2 separate regions of the Mus musculus genome follow, and region 1 is linked to region 2. A link is a contact called in public Hi-C data. All regions are on one chromosome and are shown on one strand. The core of a region is the stretch at or near the end of the contact, and the rest is flanking DNA. Distances in the headings are between cores, read along the strand shown.

What was found. Hi-C and Micro-C count contacts between places; a contact is called where the count stands out from the background.
Region 1: a contact with region 2 is called in a Hi-C map of CD8 T cells, with 2.0 times the contacts expected there. The contact joins two enhancer-like sites. A contact is called at or near these places in 1 of 15 datasets of contacts at CTCF or cohesin (large pre-B cells), 10 of 484 Hi-C or Micro-C datasets (B cells, CD8 T cells, the G1E-ER4 cell line and 6 more), 5 of 115 datasets of contacts at active chromatin or transcription factors (astrocytes, bone marrow-derived dendritic cells, bone marrow-derived macrophages and 2 more) and 4 of 9 other capture datasets (adipose tissue, embryonic stem cells, liver and 1 more).

What each region holds. Positions count from the first base shown.
Region 1 is chr2:70,961,706-70,966,352 of GRCm38.p6, forward strand. Mettl8 (methyltransferase like 8) reads right to left here. Exons shown (of 10, transcript NM_145524.3): 10 at 2,856-3,974. The coding sequence ends at 3,811. Among named protein-coding and RNA genes, the nearest start is that of Gm39843, 41 kb to the left of the region's middle. Within about 2 kb of position 2,961, at least 96 of the 459 cell types and tissues checked have an H3K27ac peak or open chromatin away from gene starts, as enhancers often do. A contact at or near this core is called in CD8 T cells, where this site is marked.
Region 2 is chr2:70,777,430-70,781,951 of GRCm38.p6, forward strand. All of the region lies in intron 2 of Tlk1 (tousled-like kinase 1), which reads right to left. Among named protein-coding and RNA genes, the nearest start is that of Tlk1, 46 kb to the right of the region's middle. Within about 2 kb of position 2,397, at least 48 of the 459 cell types and tissues checked have an H3K27ac peak or open chromatin away from gene starts, as enhancers often do. A contact at or near this core is called in CD8 T cells, where this site is marked.

The sequences.
Region 1 (4,647 bases), core at 1,711-4,210, 180 kb after region 2:
GACAACTGTATTTCTACGGACTTGCCACCAAAGGCAAATTTATTCTAAAAGGGCCTGTGGTTTTCTTCATCACTGATCACAGACCTCACTCCATTTTATATGCCATAGACAAGTCTTCAACAGACTTCTCTACATCTTATTGTAAAACACCATGGCTAGAGTGAACGAAAATAAACCAACCAAATTGGATGGCTCTAGTTTGAAGATGAGAAGTCCCATCTTCACAGTGCTACTGTTTACAAGCTGACTTGCCCCACCTCTCTGCACCATCCCTCATTAACTTCTGTACAGACTGATCTAGTTTGAATACTTTGAGAGTCAAGGACTAGTCTGAGCCCATCTCCTCCCAGAAGGTTGATCCTGTCCCATTTCCCCACACAGATGTTCTCTCCATACAGGAGTGAACACACCTGCCCTGTGTGCTAGGATGAAGTAAGAACTGAACGGTTTTCCTAAAGATCGTTCCCTAGGCACTTTGCCTGACTCTGTCTGCTCTGGAAATACCATCAGTTAAGCTGTTTTGTCCCAATAGGACCCAAGGTCAACCTGTTCTCAAACTATGGGGTTACAATTTGTGCCCCAAATCAGGTCTGGCCATTGTCCTCAGTAAGTCAATTAAAAGAGGCAAACTTGCTAGGTAGGTGTGGTGGCACATGCCTTTGATATCATCACTGGAGAGGCAGAGGAAGGTCGATCTCTGAGTTCAAAGGCAGCTTGATCTACAAAACAAGTTCCAGGTCAGCCAGAGCTACAGAGTATGACACTGTCCCAAACCAACCCAAACAGCAAAGTCCCAAATTGAAGTGAAAAACAGTAAAGACTCACTTAGTGTGGTTGCACTGGAAGAGGGACAGAGACCCAGAGAAACTCCAAGTTGGCCTCAATCTTCAAGAATGAGATTAAATTTTAAATAGAGGGCCAAGGACTGGCACATCTAAGCAGTGTCATTGATGTGTGGGCCCACCATTGGGCCCTTGGCTGGACTTTAGTCTTGTCCTAGAGGTGGTCTGGAGTTGTTAGAACTGTGTGGAATCTCTCTCTGGGACACAAGTACCCCTCTGGCTGGTACCCTTTCTGTCTCCCAGCATGAGATTCCTGGGTGAAAGCTTTACTTCTTTGGGGTCCACTGTTTCAACAGTCTGACAGTGAGACTGAGAGACACCAGCATCTCTTTCGAATATCTTCAATTCTGAAGGGTTACAAACACACAACCCCAAACAGTCTAAGTGATTTTATTAAAAAGTCTCACACCTGGAAATCTGAACCCCCTGGAGGCCAGCACTGCAGGATCACTACCCTGTGCTGAGGCTACCCTGGCTATGAGTCAGATCTGAAGGCCAGGGCAGCAGGATCACTGCCCTGTGCTGAGGCTACCCTGGCTATGAGTCAGATCTGAAGGCCAGGGTTGCAGGATCTCTGCTCTGTGCTGAGGCTAGTCTGCACCATGAATCAGGTCTAAAGGCCAGGGTTGCAGGATCTCTGCTCTGTGCTGAGGCTAGCCGGGGCTGTGAGTTAGATTGTTTCAAACAAGCAAACAAATAAGGAGGGAAAAACTTTTGGATCTCTATTTTCCCAGACCACTGCTTTCAGAGGACTATGCATTTCTTCCCACTGATTTATTTCCTCATCTGTTCTTTCTGAGATCAGGGCTTACAGAGACCACACCTTGAGAGGGCTGCTTCTTCAGGTCTCTATTTAAACCTTCAGAACCCCAAAGACTGAACCTGGGGGGAGTCCCCTTGATCTCTCTGTCCATCTTTTCAATGTGTCCACACTGAATAAGTCTCCTTTTCTATTTTCTACTTTAGTCTGGCTCTTTTAATTGGCTTACTGAAGATGGGTAACCAGACCTGACTTGGGGCACAAGTTGTGAACCCAAACTTCGATAACATATAATGAAAGCATTCAGTAAACACTATATAATGGGGGACTTGTTTTAGGGACTCTGTTTTTTTACAATGGGCAATTAGCAAGCCAACATATTTTCTTTCTGAAGCAAGGGAAACAAATACATTTCGAGTGGTTAAGGAGGATTTTATTGAATAAATGCTTTAGTTTAGCAGTGATAAAATACCCTGACAGTGAGGCTGGCAAGATGGCTCAGGGGTTAAGACTGGCTGCTCTTCCAGAAGAAGACACCCAGTCCCCACATGACAGCTCTGTTGTATAGTGGTTTCCTTCCAGATTGAAACAGTCTAGCTCTCAAAGTTAAGACAAAAAGTAAATAACTCAGAATAGCTGCAGGAAGTCCCTAAAATTGACTAAATTCACTAGGCCCCTCCTTCCCCAGAATAAATAGTAAACACCACTTCCAGACAAGTCAAGATGCCAAGAAGCAGAGACCAGCCGAGCTACTGGAAGAGGCTTAGAACTGAGGCACCTGGAAAGGGCACTCTCCAATCAGCCTGCAGGCTGTGCAGTGGGCTCCTGGTTCCCAGTTTTTGTGAGCTGTCACCCATGCTGGGGTTGACTTTGGTGATGCAGCTGTCTTTGAGTCATTTCTACTCCTGTAAGCAACCCCTCATCCATATTCCTGTAAATGACCCTAATAAAACTCACTGGTTCACTAAATTGAACTTTAGTGGTATCCATCCTTTGTTCTGTCATGGACTCCCTACTGTGGGCGAGTAGACAAGTGTATATTGCCTCTTCTCAGGAAAAGTCTGTCATACAACAGGCTCACAAACACCTATAACTCAGGTAGGGATCCGATGCTCTCTGCAGGCAGAGATACCAATGGCCTCTGCAGGTACTAGGCATGTACGTGGTGCCCAGACATGCATTCAGGCAAACCCCATGCACATAAAAACAAAACAAAACAAAACAAAACAAAACAAAACTCCAACAAAAGCAACTTTTGGAAGAAAAGGTTTATTTTAGCTCACAACTCCAAGCTACAGTCCACCCAGTTACAGCAGGAAGTCAAGGAGGCAGGAGCTTGAAGCAGCTGGTTACACCCATGGTCAGGAGAAGAGCGAGCATGAATACTGGTGTGCCAGTGCTCAGCTCCCTTTTCCCACACTTACTTGGTTCAGGGTCCAACCTCCAGGGAATGGTACTGCCCACAGTAGACAAGTCTTCCCACATCAATTAATACAATCAAGACAATCTCACAGACAACTGACAATCTGAGACTCTTCCTGGGTGGTTCTAGAGTGTGTCAAGTTGACAATTAAAACTGGCCACCACAGCACAGACAGTGTCTCAAAGATGATCTGCATATCTAAGAATAGCCCGGAAGTGATGTTAACAAGGGTCACACTTCCCCATTTTTTGGAAAGAGAAACTAAGGTTGTATTTCAGACACTTGTGTGTGGTGGTGGTGGTGGTGGTGGTTGGTGAGTTTTGAGAGAAAATAGATAAGAACAGAACAAAACACAGTAACCCTTCATCCTGAGTTCCCCCAAGAACAAGGCACACTATGCCGCTGCTACTGGCTGACAGCAGAGGGCAGTTTGACTGCTTTACCATACTCAACAATAAAGTAGATCATTTTTCCACTTCTAAAACATGGACGGGTTACATTTCTCAAAACTATACGCTTCTTAATTCAAAGTCATACAATTCAAGGGAACATGGTTAGATGAAACAAAACCAAACATACATTTCAAGTTCTGGAAACCCAGAGGGTGGGAGACTCTTTCAAGTCACATCCTTGTTCTTAAAATGTCCTGAGAGCACTGACAGCAGACCAGCAGAGCTGCGGATGCTCTTCTGCTCATCTCTGGAAGAGAAGTCTTTGAACAGTATCAGGCCCTGGGTTCATACTTTAACATGACACATAGTTCGGTCCTGAGAATGCAGTGAATGCTAATTTCCACTCTGTGGAGTCCAGGGCGATGGTTTCTGGAATTTTCCTTGAATCCACACTCGGTGCATCTGCACTTGCTTTTTCCTGTTCACTTGCAAGCGATGATCAACCAGATTTTGCTTTTCGTGTAATCCAGCCTCGCAGAACATACGGCGGATTTCCCCTTTGAGACAAGAGTGGCAGTCAACGATATAGCATGTGGTGGGGGGGAGAGGGGTGAGACCCAATGGAACACCATGGAGGACTGCTCATCCGATTCTCTTATACCAAGAAGCAGAGAGCTGGGTGAAGGAAACCCACAACACCAGGTGGGGCCTCTTCATTCCCACATACACTGCGAGTACAGACAGGCTGACGGACGGACGGGTCAGCCTGATCAGGGTAAGTTACTGTGAGCCGAGCTGTGGCTACAGCTTTCCATACTTTGACATGTGCCTCCTTTCTGAGCCTTTGCTTAAAATCATCCAAGATCACATATTATAAAAGGCTCTATTAACTTTGGAGAAATCCCTGAACGCACGGTTCACCTGGTGCTGTCAAAAGTATTTACTAAAGACAAGAAATTGACTACTGAGATCGAATTTTCTATAGACCTTTAAAAATAAAATTCTTTCCTCTGGCTGTGGCATCTTATCAGTTTCTTTCATATTCAGGCTAACACTAACTCCCAAATTACACCCTGTACCTTCGCTCCAGGGTAAGAGCGAAACAACCGACTCTTTAAAGGCAGTTTTAACTGGAAAAATATTGAAGGGCAAAAGGCCATTGCATGCTTCTGTGTGGCACTATTGTGAGTACCGGGGCATGAAGACTTGTGTTAATCAGCACTGTGGCCT
Region 2 (4,522 bases), core at 1,147-3,646:
ATAGTATGATAGTTTAAGTACATTATTGTTCCATAATTGATCTTAATAAAAATACACTTGGGTATATTGTAAAAAAAATTGCTTTTCCTAACCCCAATATAACACCTTTCTATAAGAGGCTTTTTAAAAATTACTTATTGTACTGGCTGATTTTGTGTGTCAACTTGACACAAGCTGGAGTTATCCCAGTGAAAGGAGTTTCAGTTGAGGAAATGCCTCCATGAGATCCAGTTGTAAGGCATTTTCTCAATTAGTGATCACGAGGAAAGGGCCCATTGTGGGTGCTGCCATCCCTGGGCTGGTAGTCTTGGGTTCTATAAGAAAGCAAGCTGAGCAAGCCAAGGGAAGCAAGTCAATAAAGAACATCCCTCCATCTGCATCAGCTCCTGCTTTCTGACCTGGTTGAGTTCCAGTCCTGACTTCCTTTGGTGATGAACAGCAATGTGGAAGTGTAAGGTGAATAAATCCTTTCCTCCCCAACTTGCTTCTTAGTCATGTTTGTGCAGGAATAGAAACCCTGACTAAGACACTTACATATTTTGTTTTTACTTAAAGTAACATATTTATGGGTACAACGCTGTAACTCAATACATGCCAGTTAAATCAGGGTAGTTATCACTTCCAGCTCTGATCACCTGTTCCAGCTCCTTTCTCATAGTTCCATACAAAGCACAGAACAGATGGCTGCAAGTCCTTCCCAGTCCATCCTTTACTCTTCCCTCTCCCCTTACTTTAGTATCTTACCTTGAGATATCTAAGTAGTTCTTTCCACAAAACACAGAGCGTGTAATACTTGTTCTTCTGCACCTGGCTTATTTCACCCAACAGTGTCCTCTAGTTCTGCCAGTTTTGACACAAATGGCAAATGTTTTTATCTTTTAAAATGGCGCCTGCCAGCTTATTGTATGTGCACCAAAATGTTCAGAAGAAAACATCAGTTTCTCTGACACTAGAGTTACAGGCAGCTGTGAGCCACCATTTGGGTACTGGGAATCCAACCCAGGTCCTCTGGAAAAGCAGCTAGTTCTCTTAACCACTGAGCCATCAACAGTCCTCTTTTTTTTTTAAGATTTATTTTCATTTTAAGTGGATGAGTGGTGAGTGCATATCTTTGTTTTGTACCAAGTGTGCAGTCCTCAAGGGAACCAGAAGATGGTGTCAGATCTTCTTGAACTAGAGTTATACAAGATTGTGAACTGCCATGCCCAAGTGCTAGGAACTGAACCTGGGTCCTCTGGTGGAGTAGCTAGGGTTCTTAACCACTGAGCAATCTCTCCAGCCCTGAGATTTCACATTTATCATTGAAAAGTACTTCTTTGTATTTTTTTTTATCTCTGATATACTGACTTCATTTCCCTTGGGTATATTCTAGAAGCAAGACAGCTATTTCATCCTATAGACTTAGTTTTTCTGAAGAATCTCCTCTGATTTACATAATGGCCACCCTAATTTGCATTCCCACAGGCAGTGACTAAGACTTTCTTTTTGTTCCCATCATGGCCTGCATGTTATTTCTGCTATTTTGGAATAGCCATTCTGATGAGGGTAAGATAATATCCCATCACAGTTCTGATTTGCATTTCCATGACAGCTACTGATGTGTAATTCTGTAAAGCTTTCACTGATAATCTCTGAGGAATCATAACTAGCAGGTACAATTTTTTAAGCCGAAACTACTAAAACTAAATTTTAAGAATTTGCTTCTTCATTTAAATGCCTCCACATTTTATGTCTTCTTGGATAGAAAGAGAGATCAAGGGGCTGGAGAGATGGCTCAGCGGTTAAGAGCACTGACTGCTCTTCTGAAGGTCCTGAGTTCAATTCCCAGCAACCACATGGTGGCTCACAACCATCCGTAGCAAGATCTGGCACCCTCTTCTGGAGTGTCTGAAGGCAGCTACAGTGTACTTACATATAATAAATAAATAAATAAATAAATGAATAAATAAATAAGAAAGAGAGATCAACTCCCAAAGTTATCCTCTGGCTTTCCCACAGGCATGCCACATAGCACAAGTATGCACACACTCACACTTAAGATTAAACAAATAGAAAATTACTTGTTAGGAGTCCTTATGTAGCTAATAAGCATAAATCAGACCATAAAATATTAAAGGCCATTCTATCCCATAAAATCCTATTGGGAATATCTGCAGGAGACAAGGGAACATCAAACTCTAACCCATCACCTATTTTAACAAAGTTTCGCTGGAATGTAACCAACTACACACTGAATGACAGTTGGTCTATGGCTATTTGAGTGCCATGTCAGAATGAAGTAAAGCACTGTGGCAGAATTCATATGACATTAACTACTTGGCCCTGTAAGAAGTTCTCCAAATGCAGCTACACAGACCCTATGAAAACTCAGGGGCAGAGGTGAAGAACTGAATGCAGTACTGTACTTCACCAATAGATGCCCCCATCTAACCATGCTAATCTAATATAAATTGACTCCCTAAAAAGCACTGTCTCAAATTTTTAATTCAAAACTTAAGTCTTATGATATCAAACACAATTAACCCTTCCTATCTTAGGTACTCAACCTCCACTGGGACTTTGAGTAGGCAAGCATCAGGTTATTTGTTTTGTGCTGCCTTACATTTTTGGTGTACTACAGACACTGTAAAGAGCCTTCTCATACACACTCCTGACCCATGCCTATAGCTAAAAACACAAGAGAAAACACAACCAAAAGCAATCAGCAACGAAGCCAATCAGCTCTTTCCCTAGAAACAGTCAGCCTCAACCTTTCCTAATGCTCAGACCCTTTACCACTGCTCCTCATGCTGTGGTCACCCCCAATCATAACATTATTTTCATGATTCCATAACTGTAATCTTGCTACTGTTATGGATCATAATGTGTGTGGGGTGGTGGGCTGTGCACAGACAACCTGGTCCCCAGTCTAGCAAAAGTCTGGAACCCCAGTGACCCAGTGGGGGGTGATTTCCACCTGCATGGGACAGCAGGTGTTCTGCCATGCCTCCTGGGTCCCTGGCTCCTATCAGTAGGTAGCTACAGCCTCCCCAGCCCCCCACAGAGAGGTATGTGGCCATCAGTCATGTAGGAGCCGCACCGAGCCCTCCCACATGCAAATAAGGTTTCCCCAAAGCTCTCAGACAAAACCAATGAGAAGTACCTGCTGCCAGACAGACCCTTACCCACCCCAAAACTGTATATAAGAATCCTATCCGGAAGGATTAAAGGCATGAGAGAACTACTTGGTCATCCAAGCCTTCTGTCCTAAGAGCTGTAACACTTAGGAAGAGGTCTGCTCTCCCGAAGCTCTGCCTGAAGCTCCGCCACACTCCTCACTGGCTAGTCAGCCTCTTGTCAGCCCAACCCAAACCGACTCAGTGCAGGGCTGCTCTGGCCGGGCCAGAGATCTCCTTGGAAAGCCTTTGGTACACAGGCCCACAAATGTGAATATTTTTGGAGACAGAGGTTTACCATGGGGTGATCCACAGATGGAGAGCTTAGGCTCTCAGAGAGACATAAGCATGGGGTGGAGGAGAAAGGTGTTGCTTCATGGGCTGGCTTCCCTTAAGACCACCACAATCAGAAGGGAAACAGTTCTGTTGGCCAAAGTTGCCCTGCCTTGTCCAAGTCTCATTTTCTCAGCCTCAGAACCATTCAGTGAATTGTCCCACGAGCTACAAAATCTTTTCCCTTCCATAAACAGCAAACTCGCCTCTTTTTTTTTCAAATAAAGTCCAGTAACTAGTATAAAATGTAAATCACTTCAAAATGGTTTGGCAAAAAATCTGGAGTGGACAAAAGATAACGAAATCATGAATTTAGACAAGTTGACTTGTTCATCTTAGCATCTAACAGGTAGTTCGACTAATACTAGTTCTAGACAAAATTGTAAAATGGACTGGGCTTTGGTTCCCATCCTCAATTTCAATAGGCATTGATATTCTGTTCTTAGCTCTGCTAGCTGCAAATTACTCATCTATTATTGTATTCTTAGTTTTCAATTAATTCCAAACAGTAAATTCAGCAGCTTAGGTTTCAGTCAGCACCTATAAAAACAAGAGCCCGCTGCCATATGCTCCCATTCCCTTAGACGTCTTTAGTTCACTGCTGGCCATAGAGGTGCAGCCCTTTAATCCCAGCACTCAGGAGGCAGAGGCAGGTGCTGGGTTCAAGGTCAGCCTGATCTATAGAGCTAGTTCCAGGAAAACCAAGGCTACACAGAGAAATCCTATCTCAGAAAAACAACAAAAGGAAAGGAAAGGAAAGGAAAGGAAAGGAAAGGAAAGGAAAGGAAAGGAAAGGAATCCATCACGTTTATATTTTAACAGAATTTTTTGAAATGAAGGTTTAATTTACAAAATATTCTGGGGGCTGGTGAGATGGCTCAGTGGGTAAGAGCACCCGACTGCTCTTCCGAAGGTCCAAAGTTCAAATCCCAGCAACCACATGGTGGCTCACAACCACCCGTAATGAGATCTGATGCCCTCTTCTGGAGTGTCTGAAGACAGCTACAGTGTACTTACATATAATAAATAAATAA